Linked DNA regions of Anser cygnoides: regions 2 and 3 are each linked to region 1. A link is a contact called in public Hi-C data. All regions are on one chromosome and are shown on one strand. Each heading gives the region's core, a stretch centred on a gene start, on an enhancer-like site or on the middle of the called end of the contact. The rest is flanking DNA. Distances are from core to core; before and after follow the strand shown. Region 1 holds the start of BTBD6 (BTB domain containing 6). Region 2 overlaps BRF1 (BRF1 RNA polymerase III transcription initiation factor subunit). Region 3 overlaps BRF1 (BRF1 RNA polymerase III transcription initiation factor subunit).

Region 1 (3,252 bases), core at 286-2,785:
GGGATCGGGGAGCACCGAGGCAGGTCCGCGTGGCGGCTGCTCTGAGGTCTCTGCCAGCGCTCGTGCCCACGGGTCATTTGCCAAAACATTACACGTCGTTAATTCAAGTTCTGAAAGCTACCAGTCAGAAAATGAATACACGGACGGTTTTTAAGCGAAAAGCCATAAAGAGGCCATAAATGGCCAGGATGCAAAGCTACCAATACATAAATTAAACGTCGGGCCAAAGCTAACACGACCATCTCCGGCATGGGCCGAAAAAAAATAGGAACAAAGACTTCTTAAGATGCTGCTAAACCCAAAGCAGGGCGAACGAACCCTTCTGGGGTTCAACCCAAGTTGCAGCAGCCCAGCACCGCGCTGCGCCCCAAGGAGCCCCCCCTGTCCCCAGGGGCTCAGGTCCTCGCTCAGGGGCTGCTGCTTCGGCTGGGGCAAAACCGGCTTTCCGCAACGGGGGCTGCGACGCAAATGGGTTTATTTATTTATTTATTTTATTTTATTTTTAAGGAAAGGCGCAGCTCCCTATCCCACCTGCAGAAGTGGCAGGAAGAGTGAAAAACTCCCAGTGCAGTGTTTAAGAGAGCCTTCCCCGGCAGTAACGGGGCTGCAGGGCGGGCGAGGAGCACGGGGGGAGCGAGGAGGGGGCACTGTGAGGGCCTCAGGGTGATGAAATAATAAATGTAGGAAAAAAAAGGGGGGAAATCAATAAAGGGGAAAAAATAAAGAGGGAAAAAACAGGGGGAAAAAAGAGGGGAGAAAAGGGGTAAAAAGGGGGGGGAGAAAAGGGGAAAAAAAGGGGGGGGGAGAGAGGGAAAAAAGGGGGAAAATACAAAGGGGAAATAAATAAAAGGAGAAAAATAAAGGGGGAAAAATAATGGGGTGAAAAAATAAAGGGCAGAATAAACGGGGGAAAAAATAAAGGGGATAAATAAAGGGGGGGAATAAAGAGGGGGAATAAAGGGAGGGGTTGAAGGGGGAAAAAATAGGGGGAAAGAATAAAGTGGGAAAAATAGGGGGGAAAGTAAAGTGGGAAAAAATAAATGGGGAAAAATTAAAGGGGGGTGGAAATAAAAGGGAAAACTAAAGTGGGAAACCGGGGTGTGGGGGCAGTACCCGCCAGAAAGGCTCCGGGAGGAGGCCCCGGGCCCCCCCCCGGTCCGCACAGCCCATCCCATCCATCCCACCCCCCCCATCCCACCCCATCCCACCCCCCCCCGCCCCAGCGCGGGGCAGCGGCGCCCCCGCCCGGTGCGGCCGGGAAGTGCGGCGGGGCGGGGCGGGGCCGGCTCGGCCGCGCTCGGCTCTCCTCGGCACATCTCGGCTGCGCTCGGAAGCGCTCGGCACATCTCGGCGGTGCTCGGCGCTGCGCACGGCCCCGGCCGCTCTGCGCCCCCAGGCGGGCGTCGGAGACTGGGGAAGGGTGGGAAGGAGGAGGAGGGGGGGGGGGGGGGCGGCTCCCCCCGGCTCCCCGGATTGGCGGGGGCGGCCGTGACGCGCGGCGCGGCGCTGCCTATTAGGGCGGGAGGCGGAGGCAGGGCCCGGCAGAGCCGAGCGGAGCCGAAGGGAGCCGAGCGGGGCCGAGCCGCGTCCCGCCGCCGCCGTGAGGGGAGCGCCGAGGGGCAGCGACGCCCCCGCGGCGGGGCGAGGAGGAGGAAACTTGGTGCGGGGCAGCCGGAGCCGCCCCGGGCCCGGCCCCTGCCCCTGCCCCGCCGCCGATGTGCCCCCGCAGCCGCCGCCGCCGGGCGGGGAAGGACGGAGCCGGGCGCGATCGTTCGCAGCAGCAGCGGGGAGCCGGCGGGTGGCTGCGCCTCGGCGGGCTGTAGCGGCTGGAGGACCCGGGGACTGACTGTCGCTCCTCAACCCTGCGTCTGCTCTGCTGGATCTGTGGCTTTTTCGGTGGTGTGTGCTTGGTTTTTTTTTTTTTTCTATTTTTCTATTTTTTTTTTTAAATATATTTTTTTTCCTCGGGGGGAAGGAGCTGCCTGCCAGCCCTGCTCGCTGCAGTCGTGGCGGCGGCGCGGAGGCTGGGCAGCCCCCCTTGGAGCCAAGGAGAAAAAAAGAGGAAAAAGAAAGGAGGAAAAAAAAAAAGAGGTCACCCCGCACCTAGAAGCGAACCGCGTCTCCTGCTAGCGGGACCTGCGCTTGGGATCTGTTAGTTCTCTTGCTCATGCCACTGCCCCATGGTTGCCTCAATGGCAGGATCATGAAGTGTTTGACTTTTTTTCTTCTGCTTCCAGAGACCTTAAAGAAGTCCAAAAAGAGCGTGAGGCCAAACGGCAAGGTGCCAGGATGCTATGAGATAGTGCCCCTGGCCCTGAAGAAGAAGATGGCTGCAGAACTTTACCCTGCCAGCGCCAACACCAACATCGCCAACAGCAACGCCGCCGCCACCGCTGCCAACAGCAAGAAGAACGCGCTGCAGCTCCAGCAGAGCGCCCAGCCGCCCCCGCCGCCCCAGCTCCAGAACCTCAACAACAACAACTTGGAGAGCGCCAACTGGCAGTCCTTCCACCCCACGCTGCGCGAGAGGTAAGGGACGAGGGACAAGGGGCAACCGGCCCCGCCGCCGGGCTGGTGGCTTCGGGGGGCGACGGGGGGCTGCCCGCCCCAGAGCGGCCTCCACACCTCCCTCCCTTCCCCTCGCTTGCAGGAACGCGCTGATGTTCAATAACGAACTCATGGCTGACGTCCACTTCATCGTGGGCCCGCCAGGGGCATCCAAGAAAGTTCCTGCCCATAAGGTTTGTGCGGAGCATTATTTTTGTTCCCCCCCCCCCCCCCCCCCCCCACTTTTTGTGATGCTGCTGAGTATATCCCCTCTCTACCCCACCCCCATGACAACTCTTTTCCATTTTTTTCTTAATTATCCTTCTTGCCTAATCCCAGAAGTAATTCACATATATGGCAGTTAAAGGGAACTGTCTAAGGCGGGCGCCTGCCTCAGCTGCAGCTTTTAACTTTCCCTAAGTGTAGCTCTTATCAAGAGCCAGCACGCTCAGTCATCACAGACGCACGGTACTGAGGCTTCTCTCCCTCCCTCTCTATTTTCCAGTACGTTTTGGCAGTCGGTAGCTCTGTCTTCTACGCTATGTTTTATGGTGATCTCGCAGAGGTCAAATCTGAAATCCATATACCAGATGTGGAACCTGCAGCCTTTCTAATCCTATTAAAGTAAGTGGCCACTACAAGTTACTAATTACGTGGACGGAATCAAAGTAGCTTAAAATATACATCTACCTCCTAATTGGCATT
Region 2 (3,252 bases), core at 235-2,734, 56 kb after region 1:
GCAGTATACATATTCTGTGAGCAGACAATCTCCTAACCTGATTTAGAAAGCATCTTTTCCCTCGTAAAAGTATTTCCATAGATCTGTGCTTGCATGTGCACGCACGTGTTCGAAGGAACTAGAAATGCCCTTCTGCACTGGTGGCTCTGTAACACCCTGAACGTAACAAGACAACTTCCAATGGTTAGCACCAGCGCTATGCCCCACGAGACTCTGCAGTGTTTACGTCTCCCTTTTAGACAAGGCAACGTGATGCTTCCCAAAAGGCCAGAGCACCAAAGATGGCTGTGTCTTATACATCAGTTCTCTGTGTCTTATACATCAGTTCTGAAAGGACAGGGAAGAGGTGACCTTCAGGTTTAGCACGTTCTGTATGACCACCAAAGTAGCTCAGTACGACCTCAGACCAGACCTACTGCTTGGTTTCTGGAGAGCTATTCCATATTCTGGAAAGCTACCCGTTCTCAGAAATTCATCCTAAATGGGCTACTGAACCCTGCACAGCTCCCTTTGGAGCAATACTAAGTTCATGATTCCCACCATAAAAATGGCATGGAACATTTTCCCTGAATAATGACTTATGGAAGTCAAACAGTACAGATAAGGTACAGACGTAAATATTCGTATGCATTCTCTCTAGTGTGTGACAACCATACACAAGAACCCGTGTCTAATCCCGGTACCAGAACCCAGCTCTGTGTATACCCCTGAAATCTGGAACTAAGATCCTAAACTGCTTCCTCAACATTACACATCTCATAATATACTGCCCAAAAGTACTAATGATCAACTGTGTAGTTTCCGAGTACATGAAGGAAAAAATATACTGCCTAACGCTAAAAATCCAAACTCTAATTGATTTTGTTAAAGAAAAATTACAGGCTCATCAGCATATTTCTCAGGGAAGCACAGAGTTGAACGTAATTAGCCACTTGCTTAGTTGCATTCAGTGCTAATGACCTTTCTTTGAAGAAAGATCCACGTTTGTTTGATTTTGCTATTGCTCAAACTTAAGAGAAGCCTCTTTCAGTTGAAGCAGGAGTAATCTGACCTGACTTTAGAACAGCTAAGCAATCAATTACCTTTTCACTTAATTTATGCTGTGTTTGTTTGGGACAGCTTTGTTTTAACAGTATAAAGGCTTTAAATCTAGGTGATTAAAGCCAGACTTCTAGATACATATTTGGGAGCCCAAAGAACAATGCCAAGCAAACACAGCTCCTGCTGACATCCAGAGGAGGTCTAAAGAGCACAGCTCAAAAACAGGTTTAAGCATGCTGAACCTAACTTCTTACCTACGCTGCAGCTTGGGTTCAAGAAGATACGTACTTTTTCTCTGCTTTATAAATTATCATTTGCTTGTAATTTCTATCAGAAACTAATCAATGAGTAGTAAAAAAAAATAAAAAATTAATGTGTGAAGCAATACAATTCATTTTTGAAGTGTTACATTCTCAGGGTAGGAAGTCACAACTAAAGTGATAGCCACGCTAATGCCTTCAGGAGAGATATCCTTTGACAACCTTTTCCCTCCCACAATTACTTAACCCTCCTTCATTTTACCTACATATTTGACAGTACTTAGGTTTAGTCTACATGGCCTAGTATTTAATTGTCCGTATTGTCCAAATTATTCAATTACTTGAGTACAAAACGACACTACAAATCTTCACTCAAAGGAACAGTTTGCAACTTTTTTTCCCATTTCACAGTTCATCCACGAATAGGCACTTCCACAAAACCTTTGGAGAAAAAGAAAATTTCTTTACAACGTTAACTAGTATACGACTTTAGAAAAAATGACTATTTTGGATGTATGAAGTTGTTTGGTTTTTTCCTAGAAAAAAGAAGGGGAACATGACATGTATTGAACATATTAAAAAAAGTCACATAGCCTGATTTTTTTTTTGTAAGGAGCCTCCTCCCATAACAGGCTGGAGTTCTTGTCTTTCAAAAACTGAAGATTAAATTAAATGCTATTCAGGAAACCAGTTATTTTCAGCTTATGAAGAGACATCGCTCTTCATTCTTCAACCTTTGATAAAACATGCAGTACTTGCATGTTATCCTCCCTCATTACCTAATGAGAAACTTCATAAGCTCATCACCCAAGTAGAAATCACCTAGGCTACAGCCCAGATACGGTCCCACACACCCAGCACGCAACCTCTTGCATTATCCCACACACATTATCCCTTTTTTACAGCAGAAATGGTCCTAAACAACAACGTGGGAAGTTTCACACTGAGCAGCCAGAAGAGCAAAACCAAAATTCTCAGGAAGAGCTCTAATTTAAAGACATGATTAAAGAAAAAAACTTTCTTGCCACTCCTCCCATGAAATTACAGTTGAATAATTACGACAACGGCATTTTCTTTTAGAATTTGAGCTTTATTAACAAGCGCTTTTATCAGTGTGTAACAGCACCACCTGGCGACCTTAGTGAGCACCTTAAGAAAATTGTATGGCAAAGTTAAGGTACAGTAATCAGCATAGAAAAAACATTTTAGTTCTGGTTCTGTATAATTTGGATTCTTTTCAATTAGAAATACATGCACTTTTTATCAGTAAATAGTAACATTTTATGATTCTGCTAAAGAAAGAGCTAAACTCGGCTCTAACACCTGACTTCTGCTGGTAAAAGGGGAAAAGCTCTTGACACGGTAACAGCCAATTTAGTAAAATTCTGGAATTCATTCAAATGTTAGAGTATAACAGGTTAATGAACTGTTTATTTAATGGTTTGGTTTATAGTTCATACAGATGAAAGGCCACCTCAGAATTAGAAACAGCCACGCCTAAGTTATTAAAATCACTTGAAAAATCAAACTGAATGTCATGTATGCTATATATTCTAATTGATTAATATATAAACAGAATTAGCATTTTGGTCCTAACGCATTAAGAATTTTACTTTACTGCTGTTCCAGTGAAGTATCTCAGAACAGCTAATACATGTTGCTGAAAAAATCCTTAGGGATCGTGAAATGAAAAAGTACTCCCTGAAGACGTAGCGAGCGACAAGAACTCTATTAGAGAGAAGCATTTCTTCTTCTTCATTCCTTTTTAAGTTGCGACTAAATTAGCACAGCCTGCACACTCCAGGGTGTGTGCTGGGAGGATGGAGGGGGGGAAGCGGAAGATATAAAGGCCTGAGGCACTTCAAGCAGAGAGCATCCATCTGCCAGCAGCAGTCAATGAACAGAACATTTCTAAAAGCTTCCCACTCATATTAAGTCAAGCCAAAAGAAC
Region 3 (3,252 bases), core at 507-3,006, 34 kb after region 1:
AGGCTATTCTAAGACTTTAAGTCCTAGCACCTTTCTAGGAAGTAAGACCGCAGCATCTTTTACCACAAAAAATAATCTAGTGAAATGAAGCCATTTGCTTTTGTAAATATTACGTGCATTTTTAACTATACAATTTAAAATCAGGTTTTAATATCTTATGCCTTTGTCAAATTCAACACTTGGACAAACCACATTTTGAACGCAATATTTAATCAAGAGGCCAGTGACTAAAAAGACAGCCCATAACCAAAGAGAAATAGAAACCATTTTTATTAACTTCCCTAACTAGAGTTCTGAAATTTTGTTGATTAGAAAATCTAATTTCAAAAGTTAACTTTTTAATTGGGAACATTAGGGCCTGCTGGCTTCCAGGAAGCTTAGCAGAGGTCAACAGATTGCTGGAGATCTAATTTTTCATTTCTAATAAAGCAAGGAAAAGGGCAAGACTTCCTTCTAAGATGGACCTTGAAGTGTTAGCAGGGGAACAAAGAATGTATCCATCAAAGGCTCTCATGGTGAGGTTACACAAAGCTTCCCATGAACAGTATGGAAGCCAACAGAACCTGATGCTGCTCTCAGGGAAATCAGCTGAACACCTCTTGCAAAATCCAAAAAGGGGAAAAGGTTCAGTGGCTAGCGCCTAATCCAGGAGAAAAGAAACCAATTCCTTACTCCATCTCAGATTTTCTGGGTAACTTTGAATGTGTCACTTAGCTTCAGTTCTGCACCTGGAAAATGAAGATAAATACTCTCAACTTCCCTTACTGTGACATGAAAATAAACACATTAAACCGGGAGGCATTCAAATAGCTTGGCAATAGAGTGCAAGTACTGCAGACAAATAGGAAATAACAAAGTACTGCCCCATTCAGTGAGGAGATGCCCAGGTTTTTTTTCCAAATCCTTCTTGCCTGCTGGCATCCTGCATTGCCTCCATGATCTTTCCTCAAACAAAAGGGTGGCTCGGGGGCAGAGGAAACAGGGTAGGAAAAGTGCCTGACACTTTCTAACCCAGCACAAGCTTGCACACAAGAAACCAAGGCACCAAACTTTCTCCTGTCAGCCTTATACTCCCAGCGCTTACATTTAAGAGGTGTTTTTCTTCAATGTTTGGCAGAAAGGCTCTCCATGAACAATCCAGAGAGGTCTCATTTGGCTACCCTGCACTGACCACGGGGGGAGCCCACGTCTTTCCTCTGACTACAAAACACCGCTGAAGCCACCTGAATAACATGGACAACATCAAGCTGAGAAGGCTGCCCCAGGGGAAAAACCTGCCCTGAACTTACCTCTGCAGGCAAACACTGGGATATTTACACAAGATAGCTGGTGAGGGAACTTTGTGAGGACTCCTCTGATGTGGAAAAGGTTTTATTTACTAAGGTCTAATATGACAGGATTTGGTTTACAGCTAAGGGTGCATTTTCCAAAGAGCATCAAAGGGGAAAAAAAAGGAAAAAAGGGTGGTGATGGAGATAAAAGATATTTACCATGCAAAATGTTACTCATAAAAAGCCCAGGTGGTAGCATCGGAAAATATTACAAACAAAATCATGGACAGTCGTACAGTTTTTTATCGCAGTTGCACGTAGTAAAAAGGATCACAAACAAAATGAAATGTGCCTCAATTTAAACAAACCGATATCCCACCTGGAAAGCCCTAGCCAGCCTCCCATTGTTTCTGGGTGACCCCGGGGCAGCCGCAGCCTGCGGCCCGGCCCTAAGTCACTCCAAGCGCGGCCTGGCGCTTCCCAACTTCTCCCTCTCGGGAACAGCAGGACCAACGAAAGAGCCCTTTGTTTCCATTCAAACATATGTAGGGGTGGAAAAGCTGTTCAAAACATTAAAGAGAAACAACCGAGGACTGTTACTATTCCAAGAAACAAATTACCAGCCGTAGTCGGCGGTGCCCCGAGCGCTCGCAGTGCCAGCTGAAGTCAGATGTCGCTGGAAGTGCTCAGAGCTGCTCAGCCCCAGCAGTACGGCAACCGGCTCCGTCAGACCTGATGGTTTAAAACCAGTAACCCCTTCATACGGATTTTTATTTTTCTTTTCTTTTTCTCTGACACTGATTACACAGACATGTTTTATAAAGAGAATAATAAATTAAAGCTTTGATAGGTAGCTCGCCCAAAGGATGAAACCCCTCCCAAATCCAGCTAATGGCTAGTAAGCCATCTTCCTTTGGAGCATTAACACTGACAAGTAACATAAACAAGGTAAAGGAAAAGCCATGTCAAAGTTACTGCATTGTGGGTTTGTGTGTCAAATAAGCTAAAAGCCATAAACTGATGTAAAATGAACTCGGATCTCAGATGGAGTATTAATCTTTCCAAAGAACTGTAAATAAAAGCTGTACTTGTAATCATTTTTGAAGCTGAAAAAATAGTTCTATAACTTAAAGAAAACAAACTTTTATTTGTATTACGTGAATATTTTGCATTTTGCTATTAATTAAACAACACATAAGAAACAAGAAGAACTTAATGTTTTTCTGTTTCAGGCTGAGATTATTCAGGCATAATTCAGACTGCACCAGCAGACTTGGCTAGAGTTTCCCTCACATTTTCACAGAGGCTGGCTGGCAACACGTACATTATGAAAAAAGAAGAATAAGCAGATATCCACATAAGATAAATACATTCCATTCCCTCAAACTGAGTTCAATGCAGACAATTAAATCCTATTCTCCCCCTCCAAACGCTTCCCACTCCTTTGGTCCTGCCACTGGTGAGTACACACCACCATTTCTCATCACTTCAGCCCCTGGCTATATTTGACTAACTCCCCAGGACAAGTACATACTTTGCTCCTTCTACCATCATATATATTTATTTTAAATGCACTGTCTTCCATTTTAAAGGCTAATCTGTTCCAATCTAATCTCTCTTGCCTCTATGACTCCAGTCACTCCACTCACTTGGGCCACCCAAAATCAAGGCATTATCTTTAAGCTCTAAAAATGCTGCTCATTGCATCTTCTTCCGTGTTATCTCTTTCCTCTAAAATATGTTCAAAGTCTTTAACTTCCTTTTCTAAACTTCTCCCAAATAATTTCTTCATAAGAGTTCTATATCCAACACAATGACAATGAACATTTTAAAGTCTGTAAATCTACTTAGCAGTGTTATAAAATCTGCATATAAATAAATAATAATTAAATTATTTATATTAAATATAAATAATCAATATGAATTAATTTAATAAAAATAATATAATTAAATTATTTATATTAACTTATAAATAAATAAT

The links. A called contact is a pair of places that touch in the nucleus more often than the background predicts.
Region 2: a Hi-C map of liver shows a contact between it and region 1, with 3 times the contacts expected there. The contact joins the enhancer-like site here to the promoter of BTBD6 in region 1. A contact is called at or near these places in 4 of 7 Hi-C or Micro-C datasets (granulosa cells and liver).
Region 3: a contact with region 1 is called in a Hi-C map of liver, with 3 times the contacts expected there. The contact joins the enhancer-like site here to the promoter of BTBD6 in region 1. A contact is called at or near these places in 2 of 7 Hi-C or Micro-C datasets (both in liver).

Annotation. Positions count from the first base shown.
Region 1 is chr5:58,920,845-58,924,096 of Taihu_goose_T2T_genome, forward strand. BTBD6 (BTB domain containing 6) reads left to right here and starts at 1,536. Exons shown (of 5, transcript XM_048080665.2): 1 at 1,536-1,899; 2 at 2,238-2,529; 3 at 2,651-2,741; 4 at 3,053-3,171. The coding sequence starts at 2,327. The region is part of intron 2 of BRF1 (BRF1 RNA polymerase III transcription initiation factor subunit); the gene reads right to left.
Region 2 is chr5:58,976,652-58,979,903 of Taihu_goose_T2T_genome, forward strand. All of the region lies in intron 2 of BRF1 (BRF1 RNA polymerase III transcription initiation factor subunit), which reads right to left. Among named protein-coding and RNA genes, the nearest start is that of BRF1, 27 kb to the right of the region's middle. Within about 2 kb of position 1,485, at least 1 of the 3 cell types and tissues checked has open chromatin away from gene starts, as enhancers often do. A contact at or near this core is called in liver, where this site is marked.
Region 3 is chr5:58,955,110-58,958,361 of Taihu_goose_T2T_genome, forward strand. The region is part of intron 2 of BRF1 (BRF1 RNA polymerase III transcription initiation factor subunit); the gene reads right to left. Among named protein-coding and RNA genes, the nearest start is that of BTBD6, 34 kb to the left of the region's middle. Within about 2 kb of position 1,757, at least 1 of the 3 cell types and tissues checked has open chromatin away from gene starts, as enhancers often do. A contact at or near this core is called in liver, where this site is marked.